Linked DNA regions of Mus musculus: region 2 is linked to region 1. A link is a contact called in public promoter capture Hi-C data. All regions are on one chromosome and are shown on one strand. Each heading gives the region's core, a stretch centred on a gene start, on an enhancer-like site or on the middle of the called end of the contact. The rest is flanking DNA. Distances are from core to core; before and after follow the strand shown. Region 1 holds the start of Zscan26 (zinc finger and SCAN domain containing 26). Region 2 holds the start of H2bc12 (H2B clustered histone 12).

What was found. Promoter capture Hi-C pulls out the DNA fragments that hold promoters and counts their contacts.
Region 2: a promoter capture Hi-C map of pre-B cells shows a contact between it and region 1, with 4 times the contacts expected there. The contact joins the promoter of H2bc12 here to the promoter of Zscan26 in region 1. A contact is called at or near these places in 7 of 39 promoter capture datasets (the 3T3-L1 cell line, cranial neural crest, erythroid cells and 3 more), 11 of 484 Hi-C or Micro-C datasets (B cells, CD4 T cells, bone marrow-derived dendritic cells and 5 more), 2 of 115 datasets of contacts at active chromatin or transcription factors (memory CD8 T cells and microglia) and 2 of 9 other capture datasets (adipose tissue and liver).

What each region holds. Positions count from the first base shown.
Region 1 is chr13:21,451,432-21,455,804 of GRCm38.p6, reverse strand. Zscan26 (zinc finger and SCAN domain containing 26) reads left to right here and starts at 2,078. Exons shown (of 6, transcript NM_001347491.1): 1 at 2,078-2,227.
Region 2 is chr13:22,033,792-22,038,272 of GRCm38.p6, reverse strand. It overlaps H2bc12 (H2B clustered histone 12), which reads right to left and starts at 2,452. Exons shown (of 1, transcript NM_175665.2): 1 at 1,953-2,452. The coding sequence starts at 2,386. The coding sequence ends at 2,006. H2ac12 (H2A clustered histone 12) reads left to right here and starts at 2,630. Exons shown (of 1, transcript NM_175659.2): 1 at 2,630-3,151. The coding sequence starts at 2,721. The coding sequence ends at 3,107.

The DNA of each region.
Region 1 (4,373 bases), core at 829-3,328:
GGCAGCAACAACTAGAAAGATATTGGAGCTGTATCCTCAACGGCCTTAGAATAGGGTCCCAAATCTAGGACCGCACATAGTTCTGACAGTACAACAAAAATCTAATAAAGACCATGCAAATTCTTGAAACAATTCTATGAGTTGTATCTGAATAATTCTATGAGTTATTTTCTGAAATAGGACTTATCGGTAATATACTCATGTATTGCCAATAATACTACTAATATAGAAGCCCCAGTCTCATACGTGCATTTATATAAGACCTGCAGGCAAATCTTGATATTTTGCTAGTTGTATACTCTGCTCTTCTCAGCCAGTACAGTCTGACGAATCACATTCCCTGGAATTCCTCCGGTTTTTATTACTAGTATTGGAGGATCCTTTCCATCTTTGAATGGCTGGAATCAGACTTAACAGTTTACAACTCTAAATTATACAGATGCTAGGACTTTGCAGGATTGGATGGCCTGAGGATGGGGCTTAGAATGTAGAATTCAATTATCTTTGGAGAGAAGAAGGACCAAGATGTGCCAATTTTCTTTCTAAAGTGTGTGTGTGTACGTGTGTGTGTGTGTTGTTGTTGTTGTTGCTGCTGCTGCTGCACAAGGTCAGAAGAACCCCTGGATGCCCTATAGCTGGAGTTGTAGGATATTATAAGCCGAGAGCCTAACCGCTGTGAACTGGGTTCTCTAGAAGAGCAGCAAGGGCTCTTAACATCTGGACCATCTCTCTGGGTTAAGATTTAAAAGCCCAACTATTGAAAGGTGACATGTTGCAGTAGGATGTCAAAGACTTGCAGGTAACTGGGAACTAGGAGACTTTAAACCATTTACCAGGACTGTTAGCCTGCAGGGCCCAAATCTGTCAGCGGGCTGAGGAATTACTGGGTTTCCTCCTCTAGCCTGGAAAGAAGAGTCTGCTTGGAAAGCAGTGACTAACAGTTAGACAAACGGGGAACAAAAATTTGCAATTCTCAGGCAATTTAACATATTCCTGGGTATGACAGGCTACTGTAGAATTTGGTCCCAATTTTTGACTCTATGGCTAAGCCCCTTTATGAAATTTTGAATGGACCCAGAAATAGTTATGGGTTTGGAACCTTTAAAAGGGGATTTGACATCTGCTCCTACCATGGGAATTTGGGGCTTGCAAAAGTCTTTTCAGTCAACATGGAAAGGATGGAGTCCTAATGTGAGTTCTCACTCAAATGATTGGAGGTGAACCTCAAACTGTGGCCTATTTATCAAAGTAAATGGCTAACAAGGGGGATTATAGGGGAGGGAAGGGTGGTAGGGGACTTTGTGTTAGACACTATAGGAAGGACTTAAACAGATGATTTGTTTGCTCTGAGTTAATCTGCACACAAAACATCTTAAAGCTGTGTTTGTTCTGACATGTTTGTTCTGAGTTAGCTTTACACACCATTGGCTTAGCAGACTGCAAAGCATATAACTGACACCACTATACATTAACCAGACTAAGCTCTGTTGAGTGCCTTCGTTCGAAGTCAAACAAGATAAGCTTAAAATAACAAAGTGAACTTCACTTTTTTTTTTCCACTTTTTTTTTCAGCAGCAGCAGCAGCAACAACAACAATAACATAGAAACTTTAGAAAGAAAATCGGCATATCTTTACCCCACTTCTCTTCAAATATCATTGAATTCTAAATTCTAAACCCTACACTCAGGCAACCAAATAAAGAAGGCACAGATAGGAGTCTTTGGAACTTGGTGGCAAAAGGGTGGGGAATGAAGAATAAACTTGAGCACTAATAATTAACTTTGGTTCTCTAGAATCCAACCTACATGATCATGCCAGCTTTTGCCTAAAGCCCAACCTAAAGATTCAATTGCTGTGTCTGTTTGCTGGTGGCTGTGATTACAGCCCGAGCTTTGTTATTCTAGTGATAGAGATGACATCTCTGTGTGAAAACAGTCAAACGAAATGGTCTGATTTATGTAAATGAAATCTTTCAACTTAGACCCAGTCAGGACACCACCGAGTTGAGTCCTGGTCCTCCCATCGTCCTAGAGCGGAGCCGGAAACTACTGGGCTGGAACGCAGATTTTGAGAGACGTGTGACTGACCCTGCGACCAGGGCGAGGGGGACGTACGGTGATCGGGTTCCAGCGGAGAGAGAACCCGCAAACTTGGGACTCTCGAGCGGAGGGTCTGGTTGATACACAGAAACTCTCCACACCTCGGAGCTGGGAGGACCAGAAGCTGGTGCGTGACGGAAGCTGCGGGGCATGGGAGAGGGAGGGAGCTCAGGACGTAGTTGGTGAGGCGGTTTCCTGCTGTTGCGCAGCTCAAGCTGACTGCAAGCTCCAGCGTATCTCCTACTTCAGCTTTCTGATGGCTGAGATTGCCAGCACTCCTGGGTTCTGTTGCTTTATTTTGTTGTGAGGGATTTTTCCCCCTTTTTTTGTTTGTTGTTGTTTGGTTTTAAGAGCGTTTCGTGAAGCCCGTGTTGGCCTCATCATTTGGCGGCGTATACTCTTAATTTGAACTCCTGTTTATCCTTCTATCTCCGAGCTCTGAGCTCATAAGCTGGAGCTGCCACACATGGCTTCTGCATGTTTAAGTAGTTACCACTGTAAGTAAATAGAATATTTGAGTAGATAATCCGAAATAGATGGGTAGACAGAGGCGGCTTTAAAAGGCATACGTGAGAGAACAGCGAATACAGAGGCCCTAAAGCTGGAGCTTGTCTGTCTTATTTAGGGATTAACGAGGGCACCAGGGTATTTCGAGCGCAGTGAATAAGATTGCCACAGAGGATAAGTAAGTGAACAAAGTGGCCATTTGGTTGTGTGAGGAACTTGGTCTTGGGTGATAGAAGGACATACTCAGACAGGTCTTGTAATTGGACACCCATAATGTGCATAGATTAGAGGATGAGCAGAAATGAAATCAAGAATGGGTTGCAAACCAAAGTTGGGTGCAATTAAAAACCTGCATCTGAGCATAGTGACTAATTTCTATAATCCTAGCACTTGGGAGAATTGCCCATTGTGGGCTAGGGAGTGAGAGCCTTGGGGAAAAGGAAAACTGGCAGGAAATCTGGCAGGAAGTGAAGACTGACTGTTGTAGTTGTGGCCAGGTGGATCCCACAGCTTTTGCTTCTGGATCAGATGTACACACACAAGAGAGAGAAGGAAAAAATAAATTCATAATTCGGGGGTCTGTAGATTTAAAAAAGGACCAAAGGTAAGTTCAGTCCACCGTTGGTGGTTCACGTCTTTAATCCCAGGTTTGGAAGGCAGAAGCAGTCAGATCTCTGAGTTCAAGGCCAACCTGATCTACAGGGCAAATTGTCGGACAAACAGAGCTACACAGAGAAACCCTGTGTGTGTATGGGGGAAGGGGTCTGGAGGGGGGGGGGGCAAAACCAAAAAAAAAAAAAACAAACCCCTGAAGATCAGCTTGGAAACCTGTGTAAAATCATAAATTCTTCAACTCTTCAAGTTTCGTCTGTAGTGTGAGGTCGTTCTTAGTGTGGTGTCTGTGGAGATTGACTAAGCAAGGGACGCACAGGTGGAGCAGCTCTGTTGGCTTGTTGACTGTGACATGAGCTGTGACTAATCAATAAGAAAAAGGTTAAAGGGTTTTCCCTGTAAGAGTGGGATATATAAGGAACCAAGAACAAACAACAGTGGTAAGTTTGGTCATTAAAGCATAAGGAAAATTTAGACCATATTAAATGTTAAACTTGATCTTGATGGTGATGGCAACTCATTGTGTGCAACATGCTTCATTTCCCCCGTAGGAAGATCTCAGGTGCAGTGTGGCAAGTAGTCCGTGTCGGGAAGACCAGCATTTAAAGCAGTGGTTCTCAGCCTTCCTAATGCTGCGGCGCCCCTTTAATACAGGTCCTCGTGTTGTGAGGTCCAACCACAAAATTATTTTCACTGCTATTCTATACCTGTAATTTTGCTGCTGTTATGAATTGTAATATAAATATTTTTGGAGACAGAGCTTTGCCAAGGGGGTCACGACCCACAGATTGAGAACCACTGAGTTGAAGTAAGAGACGTCTGAGTAAGAGAGCATGCCATCAAGAAAATACAAGGGTGGACATGAGGGATATGAAGCCGTAGAATCAGAAGAACTCAAGGTTGCTGGAGAGATGGCTCCGCAGTTAAGAGCACTTTCGGGTCTTCTAGAAGACTCAGATTCAAATCCCAACACCCACTGGAAACTCCAAATTCAAGAGATCTACACCCTCTTCTGGCTCTCTTCAGGCACACATGTGATGCACAGATATATGTGCAGGCAAAACATCCATGCACATTTTTGAAGAGAACTTGATTAATTATATACATACAGTATAAAAGAAAGGGAAGAGAATGCTCAGTCTTCTGCCTTAAAT
Region 2 (4,481 bases), core at 1,203-3,702, 580 kb before region 1:
ATCTATCCTGGAACCTTGTACTGGAATCTTGTCCTGACCTTCATAATTTTAACCAAATTATTTAAGCTTTGTGCATTAATTTTGCTGTTTATGAGCACTGATCTTACTTCTGATTCATAACAGCTGTTAATTCTGTTCTCTCCATAGGAACAAAGTGAGATCCACATGAAAGGAGAGTAATGGCCATTGCAATGAAAGCTAAGGCCTTACTCCCACCAGGTTTTCTATTAAATCAGTGAATTTTAAGAATTTCAGAGAAAAAAAATTATCTTTGTAATGTCAAAATGATATATTTTTGAAAACTGGCTTACTAATCTAGAGTTAAGAACATCAGCATCCTACTGAGAGTTTGGGAGTTGAAAAAGCTTAATCCAAGACTAATAAAATAAACCTGAAGGTTGAATCTATCATCATTCAAAAACAGGGGGTGGGGGGAGCCCTATTTATCAGATATAGCTGAGGCAGGGGGCCAGGATTGTTACATAATGAGTCCCAAATCAGCCAGGGCTCCATAGCTAGAGCCTGTCTCAAAAACAAACAAAACCCTGGATAGTAGAGACCTACAGTACTAACTGAAGAAACATGCAAGCATTATTTCTCTTAAGCGTCTCATGAAGTTGAAATAGGCAGCATACTGCACTAGTGGTTTCCTCCCATCAGCTACCTGATATCTGCCTAAGGGTTATAAACACTGCCGTTGTTAAGAGTGAATGGGACAGAGCAGAGAAAATTGGACTTGGGAAACTCTAGAAAGCTCACTTTACACCATCCCTCCATTTACTTGTGATAGATACCTTCTCCAATTAATTACCTCCACCCTTGCTCTTTGCTTTGAAAATAGTTTTCTTTATATCCCTCTAGATTGCTTCCAGCATTAAAAAAAATAAAATAAAATAGTAAATACTACCTCAGATTTGTGTAAAGATTAAATGGGCTGGGCAGTGGTGGTGCACGCATTTAATCCCAACACTTGGGAGGCAGAGGCATATGGATTTCTGAGTTCGAGGCCAGCCTGGTCCAGGGCTACACAGAGAAACCCTGTCTCGAAAAAAAAAAAATTAAATGGGTTCATATGCTTGGCATGTTGATAAGCACTCAAGAAGTGATTACAGTCATTTTATATGTTTTCAGAATATTAACCTAACAGGCAAATTTCTAATAAAGACTTGGATGGATAGAAAACTTGTTCTGCTTGATAAAATATTCCAGTCTGACCTTGCTCACCTGTAAGATCACCTCCAGGAGAAAGCAATCCATCCTGTATTCTCAATATCTGTATCCTTAAAGCTTAGACAGGGAAGAGGCAAAAATGTTTCCCTTTAAATAAATTGTCCCCCATGGGTCCCCTCTGCCTCCACACCACACCCCAGGGTTTCACTGTGCAGCCCTGACTGTTCAAACTCACTCGGTAGACTAGACCGGCCTCAAACAGGCATCCACCTGGCTTTGCCTTCAGAGTGCTGGGTTCAAATAAAGGCAGGCACAACTACAGCAAGGTTTAAATCGTTGGTTTTGTCTGGTTTGGCTTAACTAGCCTCCATTTAACTTTTTTTAACAGGAGACCGGATCTTGTAAGCTAACCTAGCCAGAATTTCTAACACAGAACACGATTTTAAGATCCTAATCTTACTTCTACTTACCAGAACACAAGCATTATAGATGCGCTCCACCTCATCCAAACTTACGCAGCAATGGGGACTAAGCTGAGCTTCAGGTATGCCAAACACTCTCCCAGCTGAATTTACACCCTCAGCCCTGACCTGATTTTGAACAAATTACGCCAGAATACAATATAACTTTAAGTCAAAAGGTCATTGTGGCTTACACAAAACTGGGAGACCCTGACCGAGACAAGCAACTCTGTAGTGCATTCAACACTACATACACCTGCCACAGGAATCAAGAGCCGTACTCGAAGGTGAATTCATGTTTGCAGCTCTAATACTGGTGGTTTAGTGGCTCTTAAAAGAGCCTTTGGTGCTAGACGTCAACCCTATTGAGAAGTTTACTTGGCGCTAGTATACTTGGTGACAGCCTTGGTGCCCTCCGACACGGCGTGCTTGGCCAGCTCCCCGGGCAGCAGCAGGCGCACGGCCGTCTGGATCTCCCGGGACGTGATGGTCGAGCGCTTGTTGTAATGCGCCAGGCGGGACGCCTCGCTCGCGATGCGCTCGAAGATGTCGTTCACGAACGAGTTCATGATGCCCATGGCCTTGGAGGAGATGCCGGTGTCGGGGTGCACTTGCTTCAGCACCTTGTACACGTACACCGAGTAGCTCTCCTTGCGGCTGCGCTTGCGCTTCTTGCCGTCCTTCTTCTGGGCCTTGGTGACGGCCTTCTTGGAGCCCTTCTTCGGGGCGGGAGCGGACTTCGCAGGCTCAGGCATGGCGTAGAAATGAATAGAAAACAAAGCTGAACACCCAACAGGACAAGCAGATAGGAACACCACGGGTACTCTTTATCTAGAACTTCGTATGCAAATAAAGTGAAATGCCCTTGTCTGGGTAGTGGTCACTCAGAGAAAAGGCTGAGCCTGCTTTTACCCAATGAGAATACACAACTCCCAAAACCTCGTTTCCATTGGTTAAGTTGAACTCACAATGCTAACCAATGACGGGCCTCCTTTTTCGCGCCCTGGCTTGACTATAAAAATCTACAGAGTTTCCCTTTGTTTCTGCTGTTTAGCTAACGCTTACCAGGGAAGTTTTAAGTTGTACAATATGTCTGGACGCGGTAAGCAGGGCGGCAAGGCTCGCGCCAAGGCCAAGACCCGCTCCTCCCGGGCCGGCCTGCAGTTCCCCGTGGGCCGCGTGCACCGGCTGCTCCGCAAGGGCAACTACTCGGAGCGCGTGGGCGCCGGCGCCCCGGTGTACCTGGCGGCCGTGCTGGAGTACCTGACGGCCGAGATCCTGGAGCTGGCGGGCAACGCGGCCCGCGACAACAAGAAGACGCGCATCATCCCGCGCCACCTGCAGCTGGCCATCCGCAACGACGAGGAGCTCAACAAGCTGCTGGGCCGCGTGACCATCGCGCAGGGCGGCGTCCTGCCCAACATCCAGGCCGTGCTGCTGCCCAAGAAGACCGAGAGCCACCACAAGGCCAAGTGAAGCAGGTTTCAATATCTCCCAAAGGCTCTTTTCAGAGCCACACACAAAGTCCAGAAAGAAGCTGGTACATGTAAATCTAAGATCTCCTTTGTGAAGTGATAGTACTAATTCCAACCACGTGGTGAGTAAGCTGCAGTCCAGTGTAAATGTGTTCTCTCCGCGTGGGACTTAAGCATTCAAGTTTAACCCTTCTAGGAATATTTGGATCTTGAAACTGCTTTCTTGGTCTTTTTTTCATCAAGTATTTTTTGTTTTTTCAGACAATCTCATTAAAACCCACTGTAGGACAAGCCAGTCTGCCTCTGCCTTGGATATTGGGACTTTGACCTTCCCAAGCTGGCATAATCTATCATAGACACCAGGTCTGGTTAACCTTCAACAGATGAGGTTTTACTTTTTTTTTCCACTTTGCAGCAGAACATGTTAGAAGACTTTACAGGTCTTAATGCTGCTTAACTGGTGTGTGTGCATGCCCACCTGCTAGCCAGAAGTAAACGATCAATTTTAAGTTACTTTTTTTTTCTTCTAAATCCCCATAATGTTTTCACAAATCTTACTGCTCAAAGGAGCAGAAACTCGGGGGGGGGAGGGGGGGTAAGAGCCTGCCTGGTAACGAAGGGGATAAAGTCCTCAACTTGACCCAAGAATAAAATTTAACAAAACAGTGTAAAGAATATGTGTGCTCTGCAGTTCATTTCTAAAAATAGAGCCTAATTAATTGTGTTGAAATAATGATTCCAAGTTCAGTATTATTGATCTGAGAGGCTACAAAATTGTAAGCAGTTGGTGTGACCTAGTGTGTCACTACTGAGAACTTCAGTAACGCCAGCCACTTGCAAAGAGAGAAGCTGGAAAAGGAGTTCCAACAGCAGCCCATGAAACAGGAAATTCTGTACATTTATGGACTTGTGGAAATCGGACTCTGAGTTTAGAGAAGAGTTTCTGAGAATAGCATGTCGGTGACTGGCAATATCAGAATATAAGAGAGTGATTTAGTCAGTTAGTCCCACCAGACCTGAAAGGACCAGTCCTGTGTGTGTGTGTGTGAGAGAGAGAGAGAGAGAGAGAGAGAGAGAGAGAGAGAGAGTGTAAACTGTATGACTAACTTGTTTAGTAGTTTTGGAAAGACACTGGATAGGACATAAGGTCTAGTTGATCCTCCTTCCACAGGGCCATGTCTGTGTTCAAATGCTCAGTGAGCACGATATGATAGAACAAAGTATGCGCTTAGGTTAGATGGTAAAGTATGGAAATACATCTAAGAGATAACTGTTAGCTAATAGGCTTTAGGTCTCAAAAAAAGTCACTATGAATGTGGCTGTCACTTGCCCCAAGATGGATCTTGTTAGTATTTAACCATTTTTTTTAATTGTC